2 separate regions of the Hordeum vulgare genome follow, and region 2 is linked to region 1. Evidence: chromatin contacts called from public Hi-C data. All regions are on one chromosome and are shown on one strand. Each heading gives the region's core, a stretch centred on a gene start, on an enhancer-like site or on the middle of the called end of the contact. The rest is flanking DNA. Distances are from core to core; before and after follow the strand shown. Region 1 holds the start of LOC123400075 (MYB-like transcription factor ODO1). Region 2 holds the start of LOC123400076 (pantothenate kinase 2).

Region 1 (6,094 bases), core at 1,699-4,198:
GGTCATGGATGCCACTGTTACCACTCGTTGTGTTGTTGGTGTTTGTGCCTGATAACTCTGGTGGGCCGGACTCGCCATCTCCCAGTGACGCATCCTTGTCCCTATTGAAGTATGTGTCATGTTGCTGGCATTGTTGCCCATTGTTGGACTTGCATTCTATCGTGACCGTCGAGGATTGTGTTGACGTTGTTGATAGGCTAGCCTGCAGTGGCTGCTTCCGGACTTCAAGGGGCTCGTGTGTGACTGGGTCGATTCCCATCTTGATAAGCTTCTTCTTTATGTGTGTGTTCCAATGGTTCTTAATCTCGTTATCCGTTCTTCCTGGTAACTTGGCAGCAATCTTGGACCATCTGCAGAGAGCCAAAGACAAAACTAAAGTTAAATACACATACGGAAAATGGATAAAAATATTTAAAATAGTGCATTCAAGCTTTCATATTTTTTGGAGATTATTAAAGAAAATAAATTGACTGGCAAAAGTAGTAGTAATTTTCATGGAAAATGCTTCTATAATTATTATTTGTTCTATATTTTTTCGGTAACATTTCTGTATGAAACTTCGTCCATATGTTCTAAAACATAACCGAATTAGAGAAATATGAGGACCTTTCAATTCAGGCGCATTACAACATCATGCAAACGTGATGCTCATGTAAGAATGAAAGCCAACTGAGTACGTTTGTCCTTGTCACTAAGTCATGGTTTCTTTCTAACGTTGATTACATTTTTATCACGCATGTTTGTTTAACTAGCTAAATATATGCATGTCACAACTCGTCAACACTTTCATGAACAACTTGGGGATATCGAAGTACCACGAGAACCAAAGATCACTATCCACTCCATCGACATCATCTGTTTCTTAAAGCTGAGTAGCCTTTTATCAGTGATAAAATAACAAAAGTGGTTGGTAGAGTGAGAGAGTGGCCTTTAAAAAAGTTCCAAGCGTGAGGGGCAGCTCGACCCTGAGGGTGACGCTTTCCATTTCTGAATCCAACGCTTAGTGTTTCCTCAGCCACACGAGCAAAGCTAGTGGTACTACTGGTGGCTGCTGGCTCGATCTAGGTCACTCATCTGGACAGTGATGGATAAATTAAAAGAAAAAGAAAAGGTAGTGGCTATTGCTGGAAATTTTTGCTGCTATGCCACTTGTATCATTGTATGCCAGTAGGCTCGAGAAGGACAGTCAATATATATACAGACACTTTCTTTTGCGGAAAGGGATTCCCCCGGCCTCTGCATATGCTGATATTCCGTGTTTAGGATTCCTACAGGATAGAGCTAGAGACCAATCGTGTTAATTTAAAATTTGTTACTTCCTCTTATCCATATTAATTAACATTGTTTTAGTTATCACTCACATGAATACGGTATAAGTTTATATTTGCATTAAGAAGGATAGTTCATTTTGCCCATAGTTTTTTTTGTCCTATCTATATCAGTTCGTGTGTACGGTAGATCAGTGGTACACGTAGGTCACAAACCTCGTATGGCGGCAATAGGTCACCAGCATGTCATGCTTATTCTTCGATGACATATTTCACCATGGTTTTATAATTTCCAGTTGTATCTGGAGTATTTATAAATCTTCACAGCTACGATCCAATGAGTGGGCTAATAGTTACTGCTTACTAGTACTGCCTAGGCACGATCGATGCCACATGCATAGGTCTCTATCGAGCATTCAAGCTACGTACTCTCTCCATTCTTTTTTTTATTTCCTCTGCATATTAACTTTGACTGATGTCAAATTTTATAAAATTAGATCAACTTTGTAGAAAATAATATGAACATTCACAGTAACAAATTTGTATGAGGTAACAATATATGCAATAATGAATCCAATGATAAAGTTTGATTTCAATCATACCTAATACATTTTTCTATAATCTTGTTGAAAGTATATAAAGTTTGACTTTAGACAACCTAATATGCGAAGTAAATAAAGACGGGGGAGTACTAGCTCCTTAAAAAACAAATACGTACATATACTACCTTGTAGCTCACACGAGTGATCGATCACTTCGGTTTCAAGTAATCTAAGATTTGGTGTGTGTGCTCTTGGCAGTTGAAGTTGTTTGGACTCAACAGCGATCGATCGAGTGGGACTTCACATTAGTACATATATACATCTATACTGGTTACTCTCTAGGCAGTTCCATCGACCCCAGATAGTATTGGTCAGGTCCTTTTCGTGCACATTGACTAAGCACCATATGAATGCATGGATACTGATATATCCTATCTTACTGTAGCGGGTTATTCTTGTTCTTACCCTAGAAGCTAGAGGATAAGCCTAGCTAAGCCGCCATATTGCTACGTGATCATCGATCCATATATGCATGCATGCATGCGTGTGAAGTGATGACTCTCATGCATGTTTCCCTTTGTGTATATGTACATGCATGCAAGTGTGGGATGGATTATCATTTACTTTCTCTAGTTTTCCTCAGCTACAATTATGTATAGATAGAGAGGGAGTATTAATTACCTGTTGCCAAGCTTGGCATGGAGGTCAACGACGAGCCGCTCCTCGTCGTCGGTGAGGAGGCCGCGCTTGAGGTCGGGGCGGAGGTAGTTGGTCCAGCGGAGGCGGCAGCTCTTGCCGCAGCGCAGCAGGCCGGCGAGCTTGGGCACGGCGCGCCAGCAGCAGCGCCCGGCGTTGCCGAGGATGAAGCCCATCAGCTTCCGGTCCTCCTCCGCCGTCCACGGCCCGCGCTTCACCCCCAGCTTGTCGCAGCACGGCTGCCTCCCCATCGTCTCCTACCTCCCGCTGCTGCTGCCGGCTCTTAAAAGGCCGGCCGCGAGCGCGCTACCAACCTCGCCCTTTCTCGGCCGTGCGGTGTGATGGCTTTGGTTTGGGCAGGGGGCGGAGGCGGGGTTGCAAAGGCAAAGCATGCAACGCACATCGATCGAGCAGTGTGACAAGTGCGCCGGAGCTGCAACCGTGGCGTGTGCGTATATATAGCTCCGTCCATGGGGATGGCTATGGATCTCTTTTTAATCCGCGGTGATGGTGACGGCCAAGGGAGGAGACAGGCTGAGCCCACGAGGAGCACTTGGTCGTCCGAGCTGAGAGACACAACCCGCATACTGTACACCTACCTTGCTGCTTTCGAATCTTGCTTTGCGCAAAGGATTGCTATTAGAAGCCTCTCGCGGTTTCTCTGTTCTCCCCAACAGTTAAAAAAGGGCTTGGTAGAATCTTGCTTTACTCGATCGGCTTGGGTGTTGGTCTTGTCATATGTCGAAAACGGTATGTATGCATACTGGTGGCACATACACATTCCATATAGGAACAAGTTGTGTACTACGTACTATGTGTCTATGTGCCGCCTAATACATGTCACAAAAGTGGAGTGATTTCTTCTGACTTGAAAGTTGATCAATCCGTTTGTCACTTGAAAGTTGCAACTAATTAATCTTGTTGGAGTCCCTCCTGCTCTTTGTTTGTCAATTGTATGCCGTTGCTACTAAGAGCAAGTACAATAGTATAGCCAGCTGCTGGCTATAAGCTATTGCCATGTCATATATAGCCTATCTTATAGCCAACATGTATAATAGTTCATTACAAAAGTGTACTACTTTTTTATTATATGGTTCACCTCTCATACTCACAAAATGCATACGAGCACGTGCTAGAGCCGGCTCTTAGCTAAGAGCCTGCTTACCTTCTCTCTCCTCTTCTCTTTCCTCTAACTAAACAAAAAAATATTAGTTTATTTCTTATAGCCAGCTGACTCAGCTCTATTGTACTTGCTCTAAGGCTGACCATAGTGGGAGTAACTAAGATAGTATCATGTACTTGGAAATAGCAAACATGCTGATGTGGCAGACAATTAAAGAAGAGAGAGAGAGGGTTAGAGTAACATAAATAGATACCGTAACATGTTAAATACTATGCTATATGTGTCATGCATGTCAATAAATGAGGTCATCTATGATACTAGTTTATGATACTATGCACTATAAATGTAGTATCATACAATATTATCATATGCATGATACTACTATATGATATTCCCCACTATGACCAGCCTAAGAATATTACTCCCCTCTTTCCGGTGCTTAAATCTAAAATCTCATAAACCAAGTAGATGGTGAGTAGAGGAATGTATGCATGGATGACCGCTAAATGAGTAGGAATGGTTACATGCATTGGTTGGTTTCTTTTAATCCTTGCATGCATCAATTTAATGCACATTAGAATGTGAACATGTGATAAAAAGAAGTGAAAATAAGACTTATAATATGGAAAAACCAATAAAATGAGATGAACCCAATAAATCGAAAAGGAGGGAGCATCTCGAAAGGTAGAAAATAAACAAGGACACCGATAGCAGCAAACATTCGCTTGGAGAGATGACACAAATGTTTTTGCTGGCAGTTTCTTCAAAGATGCATAACATTAACATGACAGTTTCTTCTGAGAAAGGTATTTTCTTCTAAAAAATGTCACTCTTTGATCTCACGTCATAATTAAAACTGCCAGCAAAATGCTTTCGTTTGCCATCCCCTTTGTAGTTGTCACATTGTGTCAAGTTTTGGCCTGGTTAACAAAATACTCCGGTTTTGACTAGTTAGACCCACTTATCAGGCCAACGTAGTTAGTGATTTGGATACCAACTTAAAAGCGCAAACCTGCTAGATGTGTCCTCGGAAGTTAAGACAGTGGTGGCGACCTCCCTATCGAATAAGTCTTCCCGACTTCGTCCTTATTCTAGGGGTGTGTTCTTTGCAATTTTTGGGGATCGAGTGGAGGCGGATCTTTGATGGTTGCATGCATATTTGATTTGACCTTGCGATGCGTTGGTTCTTCTGCAAGGCTTCTTCCTTCGTGGTGACAACGGGCAGTAATTTCCTTCTTTGGCAACCGATCGAGCTCTCGCTGATCCATGGACCTAGTTCTTAGTGCTAAGGTGCATTCATCGTTTTAAGATCCCTATAGTTGTGTGGTTCAAATGGCTTCACTCAAGAAGAATTCTCTCTAGGAGTTCTCATGGCGGCATCGATGATCCTTTCTACAATAAAGTCCTTTTTGGTGTGTATGGTTCTTGTCGAAGACAACTGACATATTTGGGGTTCTTATTTTTATGTCTTGCTGGGTCCTTTATGTAAAACTGCACCCGAATGACCGGACTTGCATCCGACCCTTCCTGCACAACCCGCAACCCCACACAAGCTCACTTGACCACGCCTATTTGGTGGTTTGGTCATAGTTAAATTTGCTTTGTATACTGCTCAATAATCAAAACAAATGGTTGTGTGCATCACAATGATGCAGAGGTCGGGAGCTTCAACCTTCTTATCTAAAAAATATTGATGGTTTGATCGAGCCATAACAACTCTATGAATCTAAGGAATGACAGTTGGAGTTCAAAAGCGAGCGGGCGGGAGGAAGCTGGAGTCACCATGCAGCCGAGGATACGGGTCGAGTGGCGTGAGTAGGTAGGACCCACCCAACTAATATGTGCTTATGGGTTGAAATATTGGTCACTCTGTTGGCCTGTCAATTGGTCCCGGTTAATCAGAATTTGGGTAAACTGTTTAATTGAGATTAAATTTGAGACAATGTAGAAATTTCATGGTAAAACGCGGTAGAAAATTTTATATGTGACAACTCAATCAAAGATAAACAAAAAAACCAAGGGTAAAGGGTAGAAATCAATCTATAATTTCCTAAGCAGTAATTAAGCTTTTTCGAGGGAGGCTGTAAGGGCATCTCCAACAGGCTGACCCTCAAGCTGGACATCGTATTCGTCCGGAGACTAATGAAGACCAGTCCACGAACACTGATGCGGGAGCCGACCATCTAAAACTAGCCGCAAAAGTCTACCCCTTTTTGTAAAGCCACCAAGCTCAAAATAACCGCATACCAAATCATAGTTTATTTAAAATTGTTCAAATGCGGTGGTAGTCCTAATTTAAAAATTACAATTCAAAAAAGTTTTAAAATTAAAGTAGTTAAACTTGAACTCAATTAGCACATATGTATTAGTTGTCCCCTTTAACCACCTAGAGATTTTTAATCAAAACCTTCTTCAATTTGTCATGAGTTGCTCGATGACAAATTTGATGATGTATTTGAACAAAC
Region 2 (6,094 bases), core at 1,269-3,768, 250 kb after region 1:
TTTCGAGAAGGTGACGGGGAAGGAAAGAGGTGCCCCATTATTTTGTGATCTTAGTATTGACGACAAGGCCGTTGTTGATGGTGGCATGAGATTGGGGTTGTTTGAACCAAATTGCAACGCCGGTGGGTGAGTTGTCGCCTACCAAATTGCAACGCCACTCAATGTTGTAGATGTAACCCCATAACAAAAATGCATATGAGGGGGCACCTGATCCGCCAAAGATGGTTGTCCCTCGTACACATCTGGTTCAGCGGAAAACCCCTCTGTGCCTCATAAGGCCTCCAGTTAACCTGTAAAAGAGTTAGTTAGTCGATCCAATGTATTCCATGAATATCTGATAGAAATTGATGGGTATATATACCTCACGATATGTGAGGTTGTCCATCTCGTTGATGCAGCTCTTGTACAAGGACTTTTTCCCGCTACCAAACATTTTAACTTTGTCCCAGGAGAATGCCACAGTGAGGAGTCGAAAAGCATCCTGGTCTTCCCAGGGTATTGGGTCTTCATCAAGAAGGTCTACCCACAGTTTCGGGTTTTTGGGGTCAAATTCAGGACGTCCAACTCGCACACGCTCCCACATCCAAATGGATAGGCCCCAAATACATCCGCCCATGCATGGTTTCTGGATGGTTTTCCTACAAGCATCGTCGAGATGCAAACCAATATTTCATTGCTGGTTAGCTTTGTAAAGATTATGACGTACTACCATGGTTGATGAGAATTGCACTTACATGACGGTACAAGTAGGCGAGCCCAGCAGACCCCCAGCTGTAATTCTGATCCGAGTTGGCCAAGAAGTCAATATACATCCAAGGAGCAACGTCTCCGGATGTATCTCCAGAAACAACTTGGGTTAGGAGATGCCACACGCACACTCGCTCATACTGCTCCACTGTCTCCAGGTTGGCATCGGTCGAATCCCGCCATATTGCCCTCGAGCCAGGCGAATGGGACACCGTTTGTCCTATTGCCTTCCCTATAGAGAAAGAGAGGTAGAGCAGTCACCAATGAGAGCGGTAACCCTCTGACACCAGTTCTTGTTGTCCACTCGTCCGGTGAGAGCCTGGCGGTCGATGTGAAGTCTTGTGATCATGGCAAAGTCCTCGAGCGTCATAGTCATCTCGCCACAAGGGAGATGAAAAATGTGTGTGTCCTACCGCCAACGATCAAGCAATGCCGTGAGAGCTGCATGGTTCATCACCGGTGACACGCGTTTGAACTGAAGGACAAACGGTAGGAGGCCAGCACGCTCGAAGAAGGGCTCATAGCGCACGCCATATGTCATCTGGGTACCCTTCGTGTGACTCCTCATTCGCATGACCGTAAGTGTCCGTCAAAATTGAACAAATATGTTAGAACCTTACTTTATATAAGAAACATTTACATGAAAATTATTATGGCTTCACTTGTTACCTCTCCACGCTCGAGAGCACGAATATGATGGTTCTTGTCGAAAGCCATGTCAAGTCCCGTATACACACGTCCATTGTGCTCATGCTCGGCTATCCTAACATAACAAATAGTTTTATTATATGACTCAACATCATCTACACATACAAATTTAGCTAAACTATAGAAAAAATAAACTAAACACCCAACATCATAAAAATGTTGCAATTTGGCAATGCATCTATCTTCAGAGTACAAATTTGCATTCATAAACATTCTCACGAATAAACATTCTGACAACTTCGAACGTGAGCAAGATAAACATAATCATCCTAACACTTGCATATATTTATCCGGTCGTTTATGATGGATTTCCATAAATTCCAATACTAAAGATTATGCATTTAACATCCATATGAATTCATCATTCACTCACATAGAACAGTAATACTTGACTATGCCATACAAATTATTCATCCAAGATTAATAGTACTTCCATCATATCCATACATTGATCTCATATATTCATCAAGACAATGATAATACTCCATCATATACTACTGAACATATTTAAACTAGAGCAAATTTAAAAAAAGAGGGAAGACTTAGATAGCACCTAGCGCCAAATAGTACGTAAAAAAATACAACAATATTGTAACAAATAGTTGGAGGGATTGTATGAGCATACCATCCTCTTCGTCTTGCTTCAAAAATCTCCTAAAATGATGGATAGGGGAGGAAGATCGACATGGGAGATCGAGAGGTGGAGAAAGGCACCGTCGCCTTTGTTTCGCGAAGAGGAGGAAGAACTGAGTTGATGGATATGTGTGGTCTTCCCATAGTCCGAAGGAGATTAACCGGACTGAATAGTGACTGTAGGCTAGCACACCCTACCATCATTGATTGTGACGATAGGAACCTAATCCACGTAGAAGGTGTCGTCAACCTTGACGGACCTTACCGTCAGCCATAGTGACCATAACCTGTGCTCCCCTACCGTCACAGCAAGGAGATCAGATCCGGAAAAAAGTTTAACATAGAGTCACATCGTGCTGAACTTGTCTAAAAGTCCGCCGCACGCGAGTCCATCCATAGTGCTAAACTTGCAGGGTCAAAACAGCGAATTTGTGCGCCGCACGCGAGTGCGAGTCCATCCATAGTGCTCGCAGGCCAGGACCACGAGTCCACCCATCCACGCACCCAGTGACGCACGCCGCGAGCGAGGCCGAAGACCGAGGAGCAGAGCCGATCCCCCCATCCATCCCCAACCTGCAGCGTTTCTCCCCACACAAATTGAGTTGAGAGTTCCCCCTTGAGATCGAACGATCGATTCCGTTTTTGTCTCGCGCTGCTTGGCGATTTTCGATCCCCCCAAAGCAGTAGCCGGCAGGTGGGCGGTTGGTGGCGGCACTGATCCATCCCCCTCCCCTCCCCTCCCCTCCTACATCAAATCCACTGGCCTGGAATGGCGGCCAATAATAGCGGCAGCGAGCCCCCCATCCCCGAGGACGACGTGAAGCACGAGCCGGAGGCCAAGGGGAAGGCGCCGGCGGCCTCGTCCACCACCACCACCACCACGATGAACCGCTCCGGCTCGCGCCCGCAGCTCGACCTCAGCGGCGCCGCCATCCACGGCACCCTCGAGGACCGCAACCCCACCATCCTGCTGCCCAACCAGTCCGACGACATCTCCCACCTCGCCCTCGACATCGGCGGTACGTCATACCTGCTCTCACACTGACCTTGCCTCCGCGCCTCTCCTGCTCGAATTCGATGTCATCCGCCAGCAGTGTCGCCGCATTAAGCGTACCGGGTGAGGTGGTTACTGTAGAGTGTGGAGGCAGTGCATGAAGAAGGACGCTAGCTTGTTTTTCACTTTTCAGTAAATAAATAGCTGAAATAAGACGGGTCGTAGTAACAGCGCATGAAAGATGAAATGCAAGCCATGGACGGGGGCTTTCCAACTCCGGATTACCGTGCTGCTCGCTCAGTACGGATCGTTGTGAAGACCGCTCTATGCGTGCTCTTGCTAATTACTCCTATTAATAGCCTGCATTTTGGCTTTTGTGTTTTTGTTCACAACATTGTTTTCTGGTCATCAGTCTGAATGAGAGCTACAAACTGTCTGTTTGGTATCTGAACTGTACGTTTTCCCTCTAGGCTCTCTTATAAAGTTGGTATACTTCTCACGGCATGCCGATCAGCCCACCGAGGATAAACGCAAGCTATCCACCAAGAGAAGGCTTGAGATATTTACTGGTGCCAGGAGGAGTTACCCGGTTCTTGGAGGGAGGCTCCACTTTGTCAAGTTTGAGACTGGGAAACTAAACGAATGTTTGGACTTCATTTCTTCCAAACAACTACACCGGGGCGGTATGCAAATATTAGCACTACTTCGTTTTAAATACAAATTGATACATTGGTATTTTGATAGAAAACAATTAAAAACTTGCACGCGATGGATTTTACATGTATTCTGTATAATTGCACTGTGTTAAGATGATAGATAGTTCTATTGTAAAACAAAGGAAAATAATACTCTCTTATATAAACATAGTGACAATATATATATATGGATAGTTATCAAAGTTATCATAACATGTGCGTACCTGCTAATAATTTTGAGGGTGACTTGTGCATATTTCTTCTTTATTTCTCAGTCCTCTGGTTTTCCTAATTGGATATGCTGACGTGTTGGTTTCATATTTCATATATTTATTCTGATGGTATGCTCAAGTTTGTGCGTTTCATGTTCTTACATTGCATTCCTTATTGTATTCTATCCATTTTGGAAGTGCACCATATGTCCAATTTGATGTATATATACGTGAGCTTAGACAAAATTCCATAATCTCGTAATTGCTCCCAGCCTCCCATCACTATGTTTCATGTGTTTTTACTGTTTCTTTTTTACTTATCTCTTTTTGTGCTCTCGCATTGAGTTGTAGTTTTATCCTGCAGGAGTTGATTCACCTTCATGGCGCTCAGGAGCTCAGCCTGATAACATTGTAATCAAGGTAACAACTAATGAGATAACATTATGAACATTTTTTGAAAATTGATTTGTAATACCTGAAAGTTACCCAGTGTTTGTTATCAGGACGATTGAACATTTTGGTTAGCAATCTGTTTTTCCTGATTTGAACAAATGGTTAGTTTTGGTGAACACTATATAGAAGGAAAGTTTTGATGTTTGCACCGCTCTTCCTTTTTATGATATGTAGCATTAGAAGTTAGCATTACACTTTTTTTTACTGATTATGATATTTTCTGGAAAGGCAACAGGTGGTGGGGCATTCAAGTATGCTGATCTCTTTAAGGAAAGATTGGGAGTCAGTCTTGAGAAGGAAGATGAAATGGACTGTCTTGTAGCTGGGGCAAATTTTTTACTCAAGGTTTTCACTATTTCTAAATTGCAATATCAGTACTTAGGCTGCATCCTACTATGCAGTTCCATATTGTACATGGTGTTTATAATGTGTCATTCAAAATGTATTGTGCCACTAAAGGGTTGTTAAACACATAGGGTGCTCGCAATCAGAAATTTAAATTATGTGCAATTTATAAGCCTTTGTTTTTGGCCAGGCTATACGCCATGAAGCCTTTACACACATGGATGGCCAAAAGGAGTATGTGCAAATTGATCAGAACGATCTGTTTCCTTACCTTCTAGTTAATGTTGGATCTGGTGTCAGCATAATCAAGGTAACTTTAAGGTTGACTCCCCCCCTTGTTGGATCTTTGCTAATTTGTTCTTCTTGAAAGGTTGATGGGCATGGGAAGTTTCAACGAGTAAGTGGAACAAACGTTGGTGGCGGTACATACTGGGGATTGGGGAGATTAATGACAGAGTGCAAGAGGTGCTATTTTTGTCTGTTCATGGACATCATGTGTTCCTCCATAGCAGTTTGAAATCTTGAATTTGTTTCAGTTTTGACGAGTTACTAGAACTGAGCCAACGTGGAGACAACAGCACCATTGACATGCTTGTAGGAGATATATATGGTGGTCTGGACTACTCCAAGGTAACTACTAATATTATTAGTTGTGTCATTTTATTATCATTTTGATGGTCCGTGGAAGTTATGTACATATTGAATTTTGTATGCATTGTGAAATTTTCCAGTCACAAGTGGTATTAGTGGATAACATTTACCATGTCGAAGTCCCTAATTCTTGTTATGCAATGCACTAATGCTTATGGTGCCTTGCAGATTGGCCTTTCGGCGTCAACAATTGCCTCTAGCTTTGGGAAGACAATTTCAGATAACAAGGAGCTATCTGATTATAGACCCGAGGATATTTCACTCTCCCTCTTACGGATGATTTCATATAATATTGGCCAGGTATCTTGTTGATACAGAAATGCTGAGTAGTTATTGACATAGTATTTTGGTCCTCAGACATTGCTGCTTCAAAGTGTTTATAGAGATTGAAACCTGACAATGTTTTGTTGATTTCAAAAGTTTGAGCAAGTGATCCATACAATGAAGCTTGGAAGCTTATCTGAACATAGAGCTGTATTCTACTTGATTTATTCAGAAACCCAAGTGTCCAACACTGAACAGTAGCATTTTTCTGTGAAAAGAAACAAAATAACGAATTTCAGCTTGTTATGTTATCTGGTGACATTGGTAAAAATGCATGCAATTATTCATTAGTACTTCTGGATTTGAAAATAGAATGAGCCCAGGAGCTGACA

Evidence for each region. Hi-C and Micro-C count contacts between places; a contact is called where the count stands out from the background.
Region 2: a contact with region 1 is called in a Hi-C map of leaf, with 2.5 times the contacts expected there. The contact joins the promoter of LOC123400076 here to the promoter of LOC123400075 in region 1. A contact is called at or near these places in 2 of 6 Hi-C or Micro-C datasets (both in leaf).

Annotation. Positions count from the first base shown.
Region 1 is chr5H:499,849,992-499,856,085 of MorexV3_pseudomolecules_assembly, forward strand. It overlaps LOC123400075 (MYB-like transcription factor ODO1), which reads right to left and starts at 2,949. Exons shown (of 2, transcript XM_045094474.1): 1 at 2,492-2,949; 2 at 1-350. The coding sequence starts at 2,757.
Region 2 is chr5H:500,100,587-500,106,680 of MorexV3_pseudomolecules_assembly, forward strand. It overlaps LOC123400076 (pantothenate kinase 2), which reads left to right and starts at 2,519. Exons shown (of 22, transcript XM_045094475.1): 1 at 2,519-3,107; 2 at 3,553-3,765; 3 at 4,354-4,409; 4 at 4,671-4,787; 5 at 4,978-5,097; 6 at 5,158-5,252; 7 at 5,324-5,417; 8 at 5,607-5,738. The coding sequence starts at 2,858.